4 separate regions of the Mus musculus genome follow, and regions 2, 3 and 4 are each linked to region 1. The links are chromatin contacts, called in public Hi-C, HiChIP or PLAC-seq and promoter capture Hi-C maps. All regions are on one chromosome and are shown on one strand. The core of a region is the stretch at or near the end of the contact, and the rest is flanking DNA. Distances in the headings are between cores, read along the strand shown.

What was found. Promoter capture Hi-C pulls out the DNA fragments that hold promoters and counts their contacts. Hi-C and Micro-C count contacts between places; a contact is called where the count stands out from the background. HiChIP or PLAC-seq counts read pairs in DNA pulled down with a chosen protein or histone mark.
Region 2: a Hi-C map of the N1E-115 cell line shows a contact between it and region 1, with 9 times the contacts expected there. The contact joins the enhancer-like site here to the promoter of Zeb2 in region 1. A contact is called at or near these places in 9 of 39 promoter capture datasets (the 3T3-L1 cell line, 3T3-L1-derived adipocytes, the C10 cell line and 5 more), 1 of 15 datasets of contacts at CTCF or cohesin (large pre-B cells), 1 of 484 Hi-C or Micro-C datasets (the N1E-115 cell line), 5 of 115 datasets of contacts at active chromatin or transcription factors (bone marrow-derived dendritic cells, embryonic forebrain, fibro-adipogenic progenitors and 2 more) and 1 of 9 other capture datasets (adipose tissue).
Region 3: a promoter capture Hi-C map of hippocampal neurons shows a contact between it and region 1, with 5 times the contacts expected there. The contact joins the enhancer-like site here to the promoter of Zeb2 in region 1. A contact is called at or near these places in 7 of 39 promoter capture datasets (the 3T3-L1 cell line, the C10 cell line, cancer-associated fibroblasts and 3 more), 1 of 15 datasets of contacts at CTCF or cohesin (the NIH/3T3 cell line), 14 of 484 Hi-C or Micro-C datasets (the C2C12 cell line, adipose-derived mesenchymal stem cells, bone marrow-derived macrophages and 5 more), 15 of 115 datasets of contacts at active chromatin or transcription factors (the NIH/3T3 cell line, bone marrow-derived dendritic cells, bone marrow-derived macrophages and 11 more) and 2 of 9 other capture datasets (adipose tissue and liver).
Region 4: an H3K4me3 HiChIP or PLAC-seq map of bone marrow-derived macrophages shows a contact between it and region 1, with 6 times the contacts expected there. The contact joins the enhancer-like site here to the promoter of Zeb2 in region 1. A contact is called at or near these places in 8 of 39 promoter capture datasets (the C10 cell line, the HPC-7 cell line, cancer-associated fibroblasts and 4 more), 3 of 484 Hi-C or Micro-C datasets (the N1E-115 cell line, cerebral cortex and forebrain), 6 of 115 datasets of contacts at active chromatin or transcription factors (the NIH/3T3 cell line, bone marrow-derived macrophages, embryonic forebrain and 2 more) and 2 of 9 other capture datasets (liver and pancreatic islet).

What each region holds. Positions count from the first base shown.
Region 1 is chr2:45,111,714-45,114,642 of GRCm38.p6, reverse strand. It overlaps Zeb2 (zinc finger E-box binding homeobox 2), which reads left to right and starts at 1,364. Exons shown (of 10, transcript NM_015753.4): 1 at 1,364-1,820. Zeb2os (zinc finger E-box binding homeobox 2, opposite strand) reads right to left here. Exons shown (of 3, transcript NR_110572.1): 2 at 1,650-1,800; 3 at 556-1,544.
Region 2 is chr2:45,816,761-45,819,689 of GRCm38.p6, reverse strand. No RefSeq gene overlaps it. Among named protein-coding and RNA genes, the nearest start is that of 1700019E08Rik, 120 kb to the right of the region's middle. Within about 2 kb of position 1,534, at least 9 of the 459 cell types and tissues checked have an H3K27ac peak or open chromatin away from gene starts, as enhancers often do. A contact at or near this core is called in the N1E-115 cell line and fibro-adipogenic progenitors, where this site is marked.
Region 3 is chr2:45,648,944-45,651,872 of GRCm38.p6, reverse strand. No RefSeq gene overlaps it. Among named protein-coding and RNA genes, the nearest start is that of 1700019E08Rik, 46 kb to the left of the region's middle. Within about 2 kb of position 1,377, at least 3 of the 459 cell types and tissues checked have an H3K27ac peak or open chromatin away from gene starts, as enhancers often do. A contact at or near this core is called in hippocampal neurons and ventral hippocampal neurons, where this site is marked.
Region 4 is chr2:45,628,763-45,631,691 of GRCm38.p6, reverse strand. No RefSeq gene overlaps it. Among named protein-coding and RNA genes, the nearest start is that of Gm30848, 58 kb to the right of the region's middle. Within about 2 kb of position 1,396, at least 6 of the 459 cell types and tissues checked have an H3K27ac peak or open chromatin away from gene starts, as enhancers often do. A contact at or near this core is called in the N1E-115 cell line and bone marrow-derived macrophages, where this site is marked.

The sequences.
Region 1 (2,929 bases), core at 115-2,614:
GGTATTATTTGTTTCAGGTCTCTTCAGACTGAAAACAGGGGACTATGACATATTTGACAGTATTAAAGCAGAAAAACTGATAAGAGGCAGCTGTTTGGCCCTCTTCAAACCTCCACCTTTTCCTTTATACTGGAGTCTATAGGCTGTGAGACTGGGCATCTCTCTGTGCTCTCGGGTTCTTAAATACTTTCACTATTTAAAATAATGGGGGGGGGTCTCCTAGTATTTTAAGAAATTAAGCCTTAACTGTTGAGGCAAAACAGTTTCTTCCTTTTCCTATAAATACAGAGCATCCTCAAATTTGGCTGTCTTTATTTACTTCTATATTAGTTCCAATTATGTGCAGTGTAAACCAGCTTTTTGATTAACAAAACAGCAGAGCATTGGTTAAGAACACTTAAACTTCAAAAAAAAATCCCCTGGGAAGTGGGCTCTGAATTGGTTAATAATGTGCAGTACTTGCTAAATTGCTGACTTCCAGATGTGGAAAATATCTTTCTTGTTTAGGACCTATGTAACCTGATTGGATTACGACAGAAGCGTCACGTTGGAAGCTTTTTGAGTGATTATTTAATTAACCATACAGTAGAAAGCTGTATTCTCCAGGAAATCCCTTCCATATTTGCATAACCAATCCCTTCAGAGCAAAGGTGGAGTCTTTTCTTTTTAATTTTAGTTTAATTGCAATATCAAAAATATGCACTTCAAAACTTAGACCCCACACAGTTTAGTGTCACCCTCTTCTTTCTTTCGTCCTAAGTTCCTCTGACCTTTCTCCTTCTTCCTCCTGCCCCTGTCCCCTCACTTTGTAATGTGGTCTGCATGAGGTGTAGAGGGGTCCAGAGATTGGCCAGCATAGTACAGCTCTATGTTAACCTAGAGACCCTTTATTAAAATGCCAAACTTTTAATATAGGGATCCAATCCAGAAAATCTCCCCCCCACACACACACACACATACACACATACACTGCACACTGAGATCCTAAGATGCAGTGTACAAGTAGCATTTCCCTCCCCTAGCTCTGGCATCTTTAAAAAAAAAAATGTAATAAGAGAAAGGGCAAGAATTTAGTTCCAAAAACGGTGCTTGAGGTATCCATACAACTTGACGTGCACCTCAAACCTAGTCACCAGAGATATCTGTATAAGACAAGAGATCTGCATGGAAGACCCGAGAGCTTTCCCTTTAACTTTCGCCCCTTGGAGTTCTCCAGTTCTGTGAATGGTGTGCACCGTTTTCCGCCCAGTACTCTGCAGGATTTAGTGATGAGGATAATGATGCCAAAGGCTTGCTTGACGGGGGGGGGGGGGGGGGGGGGGGGCGTGGAGAAGGGAGGGAGGGAGAGAGGAAGGGAGGGAGGTGGAATTTCATTTCTTCCACTAAAGCGTTTGCGGAGACTTCAAGGTATAATCTATCCCAGATCCTTTCCCAGAGAGAAACTTGGCGATCACGTTTTCACATGATGCTCACGCTCAGGGCGCTTCAATTATCCCTCCCCACAAAGATAGGTGGCGCGTGTTTCAGGGTCTCTCTTCTCTCCCCTACAGAAAAGAAAAAGAAAAAAATGTCATTAGAAGAGGCGTAACACGTCAGTCCGTCCCCAGGTTTGTGTTTCCTGGAGTGGCCGAAAAGAGATCAGTTCTAACCTGCTCGGCAGGAATAACGGTCCTGCCTCCAGACACTCTTGGCGAGGTTTTGTTCAGTTTGCTCCGGGAGCTGTTTCTTCGCCTCCACCTTTTTCTCCCCCACACTTCGCGGCTTCTTCATGCTTTTTCTTCTCACCATTTCTGGCCAAAACTACAAACAAGACTTCACAGGTAGGTTTCCCACCCCCCCCTTCTTTTCCTCCTCTTTTTATCCTTTTTTGGTGCTCTTGCCCCCCACCCTCCCTCTCTAATTTTCTCATTTTGAGTGGGAATGTTAGTCTGAAGTGAGCCGGGTGTCTCTGGACAGGAATTTCAGGTGGTTTTAGCTCTTTGGTGGCAGGCTTTCTTTTCCCAAGAGTGGCTTCTTTGCTTTCTCATGCCTTCCCTTACTCTCTCTTTCCTTTCCTCTCCCTTTTTCCCCTTCCCCCAGTAATTCGCCCTGTACCTGTCCATTCAGGTAACCAAAGGTGTTTTTTGCTACATAGTCTAGGAAAAGTTTTGTTGAGAACTGAATGGCTGGGGTAAAAAACTCATCAAGTGGAGAGTTTCTACTGCTTTGTTCTCACACCGACTTTCAATTCATTATATCAAGCAATTAAAACTTGGCAAATACCTGTTAATAATTATAAAACTTATTCGAGAAAGACCTACCAAATTCGGGAGCAAGTCCTTCTCTTAGATCTGGCAGACTAGTCTAACCTTTCCCACCGGAGAAGGCTGTTTTCTAAGCAGAAACTTGACTGTTTTTGTCTGCCTAGCGAGTTTCATTTCTTTATTTCATTCTTTGTGTGTGTGTGTGTGTGTGTGTGTGTGTGAAGTAACACCTCACTTCTGTGATTATAAATAAAGAAGTGAAAGTTCTCTTGGAACTTGAGTCGTTTACCAAAGTGTATGGGAGAGGGGGGGTCGCAACAGCTGGGAAGAAAACTGCTGTCAGGATAATAGGGTTAAAATTAGGGTAACTTTTGATATTTTATTTTAAATGACCAAGTAATATACACATCGATTTTTCATGGAACTCCTCTCTCTCTCTCTCTCTCTCTCTCTCTCTCTCTCTCTCTCTCTCTCTCTCACACACACACACACACACACACACACACACACACACCACACCACACCACACCACACCACACCACACCACACCACACCATTCCAGACTTTGGGACTGAAAAGTCGGAGTTCAAGAGTCACAGGCACAGTGCTGAGCTCAGCTAACATAAACGTGTTTATCTCCCACCTACTTACATGTTTCACATGCTAACCCTGTAATGATGAGGGCA
Region 2 (2,929 bases), core at 285-2,784, 700 kb before region 1:
AGTTTGTAGTGGCCAAAGTCATCAGAGTTTCTTCAATTCAGTCTTCATATTGAGGTAAGTTAAATAGAGTTGACTGTCCTCTGATTAAACAGTTCAGCCTTCATATTGAGGTAAGTTAGAGTTGACTGTCCTCTGATTAGACAGTTCAGCCTCCACATGGTAAGTTAGAGTTGACTGTCCTCTGATTAGACAGTTCAGCCTCCACATAACACTCCTTTATTTTTATTTTTTATGTTTAGCAGAGAATAAGCAAAATATTCTTAAAATATAATGTAAATTCTCCTTAAATTTAAAAACAACACAGCACCCCCACAAATGCCGGTAGACTCATCCATTCCTTGTGCCCATGGTTTAACATCTAATTTTGTGATTTGAGGACTGAACTTTAATGATAGTACAGAACTCTTCAGACCTACCAACAGAATCAGTTCTACAGTTGAACCATGAGCAGAGGAGTTGATTCTGCCCAAGGCATATCTGGGTTCATTGAAGTTTTAATTTCTAGGAGCATGGTTGTTGAGTACTGCTAAGGAAATTGCTGTGCATACCAACTGTTTTAGTTTCGACTCTCCAACCTCAGCTGACTCCTTGGTTGTAGACACTTGTCTGTCTTTCTTTCATTCTAGCTCAGAACAATGCTCCCTTTTTGGTGGACTGGAAATAAAATCAAATTAAAGGCTTGTTACAATTGTGTAGGCATATAGGGCATAGTCTTACTGCAGTCTATGAGGGAAAAAAACTAGGCAAAAACAAACAAACAAACAAATAAACAGAAGCTTAATGAGAAGCTAAAACTAGAAAAAAAGGAACCCCCATTCAAGACTTTTCTACTCTTTCTGATATCTTAAGTCTGCAATGTTCTCCTAAAAAAAAACATGGGTATTTGCTGCCACTCTCATTCCCAGAGGGGCTTCTTGGATACAGTCCTTGGCTCCAATAGAAACACTTATGTGTATTAAAGTGTAAGAAATTGTTCAGAGAATTCTGAAATGATTGCATTGTCACGAAGAGGGGACAGTAGAAGGCAGGAGCAGCCACAACAGAGACTGGGCCCCACACCCTTGTTCATGTCTCAACATTGAAGAGATTTCCATTTCCACTCTTTCAGGGTGTGTAGCTCTTTCAGAATAGTTAAGATCAAGCATGCTTGTCAAAGCCTCATGCCGTGTCCTCACGTTTCTCATGGCTAGGAGCCAACACTGTCAACACTTGGGTTTGTGCTGTTTAGGATAGAAAACGTGATTGTTCAGCAACATGTAATCAGCTGAAAACAAATCTGGAAGATGTTACCCAAAGACTAGATGATATCCAGGCCCTGGAACATTGCGCAGACAAAGAAAATGAAAGATTCCTTTAAGATAAAAACTCTATCTGTGGCAAGGAACTTGAGACGTTGGAACAAGTTTCAAGTCGATAAGTTTCATAGTAAAGCTTCAAAAAACAGAGGAGACAATCCAAACAGCCCAGTCACTTCCTTTAAGCAGTGAAAGAAGCCAGGATCCAATTTCTGCAACTGTAATCTCTGTCTTCCATGCCCAGAAATCACTTATAATGTGTTACTCAGGGAAGGCGCCCTCCCATGGGAAGAGAATGATGCTTAGGAAGAGCCAGGATAGCAGTTCTAACATTTGAACTTAGTCCTGACTTAGATGATGTGTGACTGTGGCTATGGCATCTGGTTTATTAACCCATTTTTTCCTTTATGTGAAAATGTGGAGGTAGCAAAATGAGTTCAGCTAGTGTTTCAAGCAAACATTTTTATTATCCCTTTCATTCATGTTTTCTACCCAATCACATCTTACATTATGCTAATGTAGTAGACAAGAAGTTTATGACAGCATAGGGTTGGAGAGGAAAACATAATGTGCCAATATTAGTAAGAATTTGCTTTCCAAACTGTAAAAGCCTGTTCTTTTCTACCAAGATGGGTTCTTGTACCTTTTGAATCAGTGCTATGTGCATGCCCTCTCTGCTTCCCTGGGACTCCCTTTTATTAGACATTGAAGAAGGATTTTTCAGGCCCTCTGCTATGAGCTCAAACCTGAAAACATGTATGAAGCTTATCTGCAAGCAAAGGCACTGAGTGGGTCTACAAAACTGAGTGAACATAGCTAATGCCAACCAAGTATAATTATCATGATGTATTTTAATATTTCATTTAAACCTTAGGATATATCCTTGAAGAAGTAATCAGATTATTGTTATTGGGTAGATGATAAGACTGAGTAAAAAGATTTAGTGAATTGGAAGCAGATGTCATCTTCAGTCTTAGAGAATATGTTGGATTGTAAAACAACTTCAGATTGTATATTTTCAGCAATACGTTACTGTGGCATACAATTTGACCTCAAAGGGGGAAAAAGTAAACATGGGCTAATTCCTCATTAATAAAAGGAAGCCTCCTTCAAAAGTACAAAACAATTTTGCAAGGTGAGGAAAGGAATGAGGTGAAAAGGCAGGAATAATAGAAATTATATAATACACAGTGCCTGAGAGTAAAGGGGAATGTGCCCCAAACTCCAGATAAAGTCAAGTGAACTAGGAAAATGTGGAGCTTCCCATTAACAAGCATCCTAAGGGGCAGTAGCATAGAAATAGCTTTATGGTGTATTTGTTCATTCACAAATTTCTAGGAAAGGGAAAGAAAAAATAAGTAATGGTTGTCTTCGAACTAGTGAAAAGCAGAAACTACCTTCTAGAATAAAGCTAACTGAAACACCATACACTTGCAGAAAGAGGATCAATATGTGTACACAGTAGCATATCACAGAGTCTTGGACTAAACCAGGTCTCATTTGGTATCATTGTGGCGGAATGTTTTCCCTGTGGCCCATTTAGCCACCATCCACGTTCATCTCTGTGAAAATAAGAGCCTTTTATTCTTGAAAACATTTGCTTTAGTTTTTATGATTATAATTTAATCACTACA
Region 3 (2,929 bases), core at 128-2,627, 540 kb before region 1:
GCCTCATGATACACTTAGATTAGTATTTTGTCCCTTTTAATTATATTTTGTATGTTGTATGTTTTATCTTGGTTTTGTTTTTATAGGAAAAGTAGTTATTTGTTGGTGGCAAACATTTTCTGCTTAGAAATCTTATCTTCAGGCATGACCATTTGAATTAATTTAGTACTATGGTCATCAGAACTTCTCAAAAGGGTTGTTAAACTTTGTAGTTCTGTTCTAAGCAAAGAAAATAATTTAGCTTTCACAAAGATTGGGGATTTGTCTTTGTCTGAATGTCTTAGGGAGATTCTCTTTCTCACTCTTCTTTATTTTGTGAGGTAATGAAATATTTAAATAACTGATACTTGGCATAGACACTTATTCCCACAGTATTTCTTGCCAAAACTAAAGAAGAGAGCTCCAAATATCAAGCAGGGGTGCTATATTTGTGAGATTATAAGCCTGGTTTCTTCCATGGCATTCTTCCTGAAATCAAACAAATAAAATAAAATAAAGTAAAATCAAGCAAAACAATATAATTAGTGAAACTCCACAGGGCTGCTTGTGAAGTGATACAAATATCCTCAGCTGATGACAACTGAAAATTGACAGAGAGCAGCATCAAGAAACCATTACACTCTGACAGCAAACTAATCGGCTAAGTTATTTTTCCAGTTTCAATATTTGTCCCGTTTTTTCAGAGAAACATGAAAGTTAGGACAACATGACCTGTAATTTCTGATTATCTAAATAATACTAAATACCTTTAAGATACTTTCTACTAAAGTGTAGGACACAGAGACCAGGTCACAAACAACATGAGTTCACTGTCCTCAGTTGTGAAAGAGCATGTTAAGCCTGAGAAAAGTATTCATTAAAATCTGGGCAGTTCACGTGTGAAAACAACAAATTGTCAAATGTGCATTACTTTCTTACTTGAGATTTCCCTCAGAAGACTTAAGGAAGAACTTTGGCCAGGCTCCCCCACCTAATTGTTGCATCCAAAATTTATTAAAGAAAGAAAACAAAAACATTTGTGAGGCATCAGGACTGGTGGCAATTCAGGTACCGTGAGTGGAGGACGAGCTGCCGCTGCCAGATGGAGTGGATGTATTCCCATGGCACCTATTACTTGCCAAATGTTTCATAAAGCAAACACATGACCTAAAAGATCTTTGCAAGTGTGGGGTCTCAATAGAAAAATAAATGAAAAAAAAAAAGAAAGAAAAAAAATACACACTTGCAAAAAAATAAATTCTGTTCTTATTTAAAAGTCATTTCTTAATTCCTAACCATAAGTTGTTTTTAAAAACACACACACTTTTAATATTTTTCAGCTGTCATGCCCACTTTAGTGAGTCTACATGTGTGGGTACTCCATAAAATCTCAGTGGTGGTGGCAGATGTCCCCTTTGAAATATTTCATCTGCTGCTGGGGGTGGGGGAGTGTGGCTCTGGTGCCGTGGACACCAATCCTTCTGAGGGCTCCTATTTGGGACAGCCTCTCTGGGGCAAGAGCAGCATTTCTACATGTCACTCAAGCCAGGGGGACTAAAAGTGGAGAAACAGATGACTATTTTTAAGATGAAAAAGGGGAATTTTAAATAATAACACACGTGCAAGGATCTTTACAACAGAAAAAAAATTGCTGCAGGAAAATCAGTCACTATTCATTGTTATAAGAAATACCTGCCTACAGATTAGTGAAAATGATAGGTGCTGTCTGAAGTGACCAAATTATCCAGCATGGATGTCTTACCCACTGGAGACATGGAATATCCTTTCTCTTCTGAAAATTTCATTTTCTCACACATGTCAGCATTTTATTGCATATCACCTTCTTTTACTTTCCAAATGTTTGGAGATTTGTTGGTTTAGGAATTTTAACCTGTTTTCAATCAACCTGTATTCTTCTTCCTTCAAGGTGACTTCCCTACTCGGGGAAGGAATGTACATATGTAAGAGAATATTCAGTCACTTAGTAAATTTGAATAATTACCTGGATGGGCCCAAGTTTTTAAAGGCATTCTCTTTGCCATTAAGTAACAAACATATGCCATAAAGAAAAAGATAAATTAAGCCTATGGTCTCTGAATCACCAATACCTATGCAGAAACCTAGGAGGGGGCTGTGGAGCTTTAAATAGGTATTGCCCCATAGATTCATTGTTTGAAGGCATGGCCATAGAGAGTGGCAAAATTAGGAGGTGTCTCCATTTTGGAGTAGGTATGGCCTTGTTAGAGGAAGTGTGTCATTGTGGAGGTGGGCTTTGAGGTCTTAAATATTCAAATAACACACTGTAGCACATATCCAGTCTACTTGTTACTTGTGGATCAAAATCTAGAACACTCAGCCCCATCTTCATCACCATGTCTGCCTAGAGACTGCCATGCTTCCTACAATAATGGTAATAGACTAAATCCCCAAAACTGTAAGTCAGCCACTAATTAAATGTTTTCTTTTATAAGAGTTTCCTTGGTCATGGTATCTCTTCACAGCAATAAAACCCTAAGAAGTTGGAAACAGAAGCTAGGATATTGCTAAGATAGAATTGATCATGCTTTTGTTTGGAGAAATGTAAATTTTGTGACTTGGTTTAGAAAAACTATGGAATGCTTTAATTGAGGCTTAATGGGCCTTATACTAGTAGAATCATAGAAGACAGTGGTGCTGGGGATTAATTGAACTATGAGGCTTTGCTCAAGAAGTTTCAGAGAATACTTTTATAATGTTGCCAAGACACTGTCATGCTTCCTACAATAATGGTAATAGACTAAATCCCCAAAACTGTCAGCCAGCCACCAATTAAATGTTTTCTTTTATAAGAGCTTCCTTGGTCATGGTATCTCTTCACAGCAATAAAACCCTAAGAAGTTGGAAACAGAAGTTGTTACATTTTGGTGAAGAATGTAGCCACTTTTTGTCCTTATCTGATGAGTCTTCCTGA
Region 4 (2,929 bases), core at 147-2,646, 520 kb before region 1:
TTCAATTTGTAAAAGAACAATGAAGGACACTTAGAATCTTGTTAATATATTCCTAGTCTTAGTTAGGTTTCTCTGAGAGCTAGCACTCGAAGTATATGTTTGGACATGTCAAAGTAAGGCCCTAGTGTCAGACAGCTATGGAGACCAGTCAAACTTGGACCAAATGCTCAGGATTTCTCTGGAGTCTGCCTTACATTTGTACTTCCATTACCACATCTGACTGAATAGTTTACATCTGCCTCCATATGTCATGGAATCGGAAGGAGTTAATCAAGAACATAGGGAAGAAAAGATGCATTTGACAGAAACAGGCTCACCATGAAGAAATTGCCAAAACTTTGGCAATTCATTCTGTCTTTTGAGTGGTATCTAGATTATTCCTTCCAGTCTTAGAACCATATATAAAATCACCCCTCCCGCCCTGTATCCTTTAATGCTATCGAAGAAAAATAAGATATATCTCCTGAAGATACTTTTCCCAAATATATTAACTTAATGTGTGTGACCTGCCATGCATTCTGGCTCCCACCTACAGTGGACAATGATCATATGTATATATGATGCACCAAAGAATATACATATGTCTCACTACCTTTAGGCTTGTGTGTATGGGAGAGTCAAAGCAACAGTTAGAGACTAATATCCACAATAGAAAGTTCAGCTTTGGCGGTAGCTTCTCCTCCTTGTGTTTAACAAAGCATATGCTTGATTTGGGCATGGGGTGCATGCTTGTAATCAGTACTAGGGAGGTTGAGGCATGAGACTCAGTATGAGCTACAAGACCCTGATTTACACTCTACTTCCTCACCCTAACCCTACCCCAAGATGTAAGAACTAGCTTTAACTGTGAGCCTAATTGTCTGTTTGAATTGCACACACCTCAGATCTTGTACCAGTTTAAGGAATTCACCAACGAATATGAGACTGTGATCTGCATATATGCATATGTGAGACTGTAATAAAGGCAGAGATTTATATAACAATTGTATAATTCTTGATTTTCTAAATGTGTTTTACTGTCACTGTGCTTTGATCTGGAACTACTCATGGGATATACCATAATGGTCCTTGCCTGCCTCCCTTTCCCACTTCGTTTTAAACTGTGTTGCTTTTTTTCTGCTTTTTAAAAGTAGTCCACCAATAGGCTTTGCCCTTTTTATCCTGCTGTGTCACTTTTTAATACAAGTTTTCATCACCTCAGCAAAGGGGATTTCTTTTTTCTCCCCAGTGAAAAAGATGGATTGGTAAGCGGCCCTGTGGCCTATAAACCGTTTCCTTTTAATTCAGGGCCTAGCAGTTTGGCCTGGCTCATGTTCAGGTCCTACTATAACTTGTCTGAACCCCTTCTAAAGGGTCTCCTGCTTGTGTATTTATGCCGGGGGCACGTGGGCAAGCCTTGAAATGGCCTCTCTGAAGAGTGATTGGCTCTTTGCTCAGTCACAGCGCATGCTGTAATGAGCCATGCCCCTTGCTCTTCAAATTTAGAGGCTCTGACCTCACCAGGTGAGGTTTTCTCAGGAAATAGCCCCCCGGGGCAATTCCCAATTGCACAGTTTCTGTGCTGGACACCAATAACCGTGTTCAGTCTGTCAGTGGTTTTCATGTTCCAACACAAAATCCTACATAGGAAGTGTTAGGAGATTTCTAAACCTCCTAAGACTAAACCTGGTTAAACTACTCTTTAGTATTCTAGTCAGGGTCTCTGTATAGATGACAAATTCTAGAAGAGCTTGTTCATTTTAAGGAGGGTGATATAATATGCAAAAGAACAAAGAATCTTTTCATCGTTGGTGTTGTTGCCAAGAACAGGAACTGATGTTATGTGAGCTTTGATCTTGGCTTTCTCCCCTTCCCCCACTGTGTAATTCAATTATGTATCTCCTCTTTACATAAGGCAAGAGCCACTCCCCCCACCTCCTCCTTAATTGCAGACTGTTTGAGATCCTAGATGTCTTGAGATAGAAGCAGGATACTTTGGCATTATATTATTCAAGCCTCTTCCAGGTACCGTATGCTCAGGACAATTTTCTTGTTAAGGCTCCGAAACAGCAGAATATACATAATAGCTCATTCAGTAATCAGTAGATTATGAAGTGGCTGAAATGTAGATGAAAATTAGTGGATATCTTGAGACAAAGAGGCTACTTAGAGTTCTTTGATGAGATGACACAGCAACTTACATCTAGCCTAACTGTCTGCCATTTCCCGTCATCTTATTAGCCATGCAACTGCAAATTTCATAAAAGCATTTTGAGCTGTAGTTACTTTATATGCCTTGAAGGATTTCTTTTTGTTCAAAATTAGAGATTTAAAGTAAGATTAAACCTTCTGTGGCCTTTAACCTCACATTCTCTATCATAGTTGGACATGTATCAATTATTCTGCTCATTTTGAAAAATAAAATAAAATTGAAGCAAACTATCACTTGATTGTACCAATAGGAGAGATAACCTAGCTGTATGACAGAATGATAGCTTTTTTGCAAAGCCTGTCCTGTGCATGCTTACATATGTATAACTGTAAAAGGAGACATGAATAAATGACAGAGCAGTAAGAAAGGATCTGCAGAACTAATAATAATAATTAATAATAATAATTGCTGTGTGAATTGGCTTACATATTCTTTTAAAATGTCAATGTGATGGGCATTTCAGCTGCAATGCTAAGGGTGAAACAGATCCAGGAAGGAGCTGGGGACCAAGGTGCCAGCCACTTCCTTCTCATGCAGCACTCGCATCTTGAGCAGTGTCCTCAAACCAATGTTGATTTTGTGTTCTTCTTGCTTTGTAAGATTTCCACTAATTACAATAATTTGCCACAGTATCAAGTTCAGTTTGTTTGACAAAGGTAACTGTTAGTTATTAAAATCCAATCATATCAGGCATGTGCCGAGCTTCAAGGCTATTTCCTAACCGATCCATACTGAAGC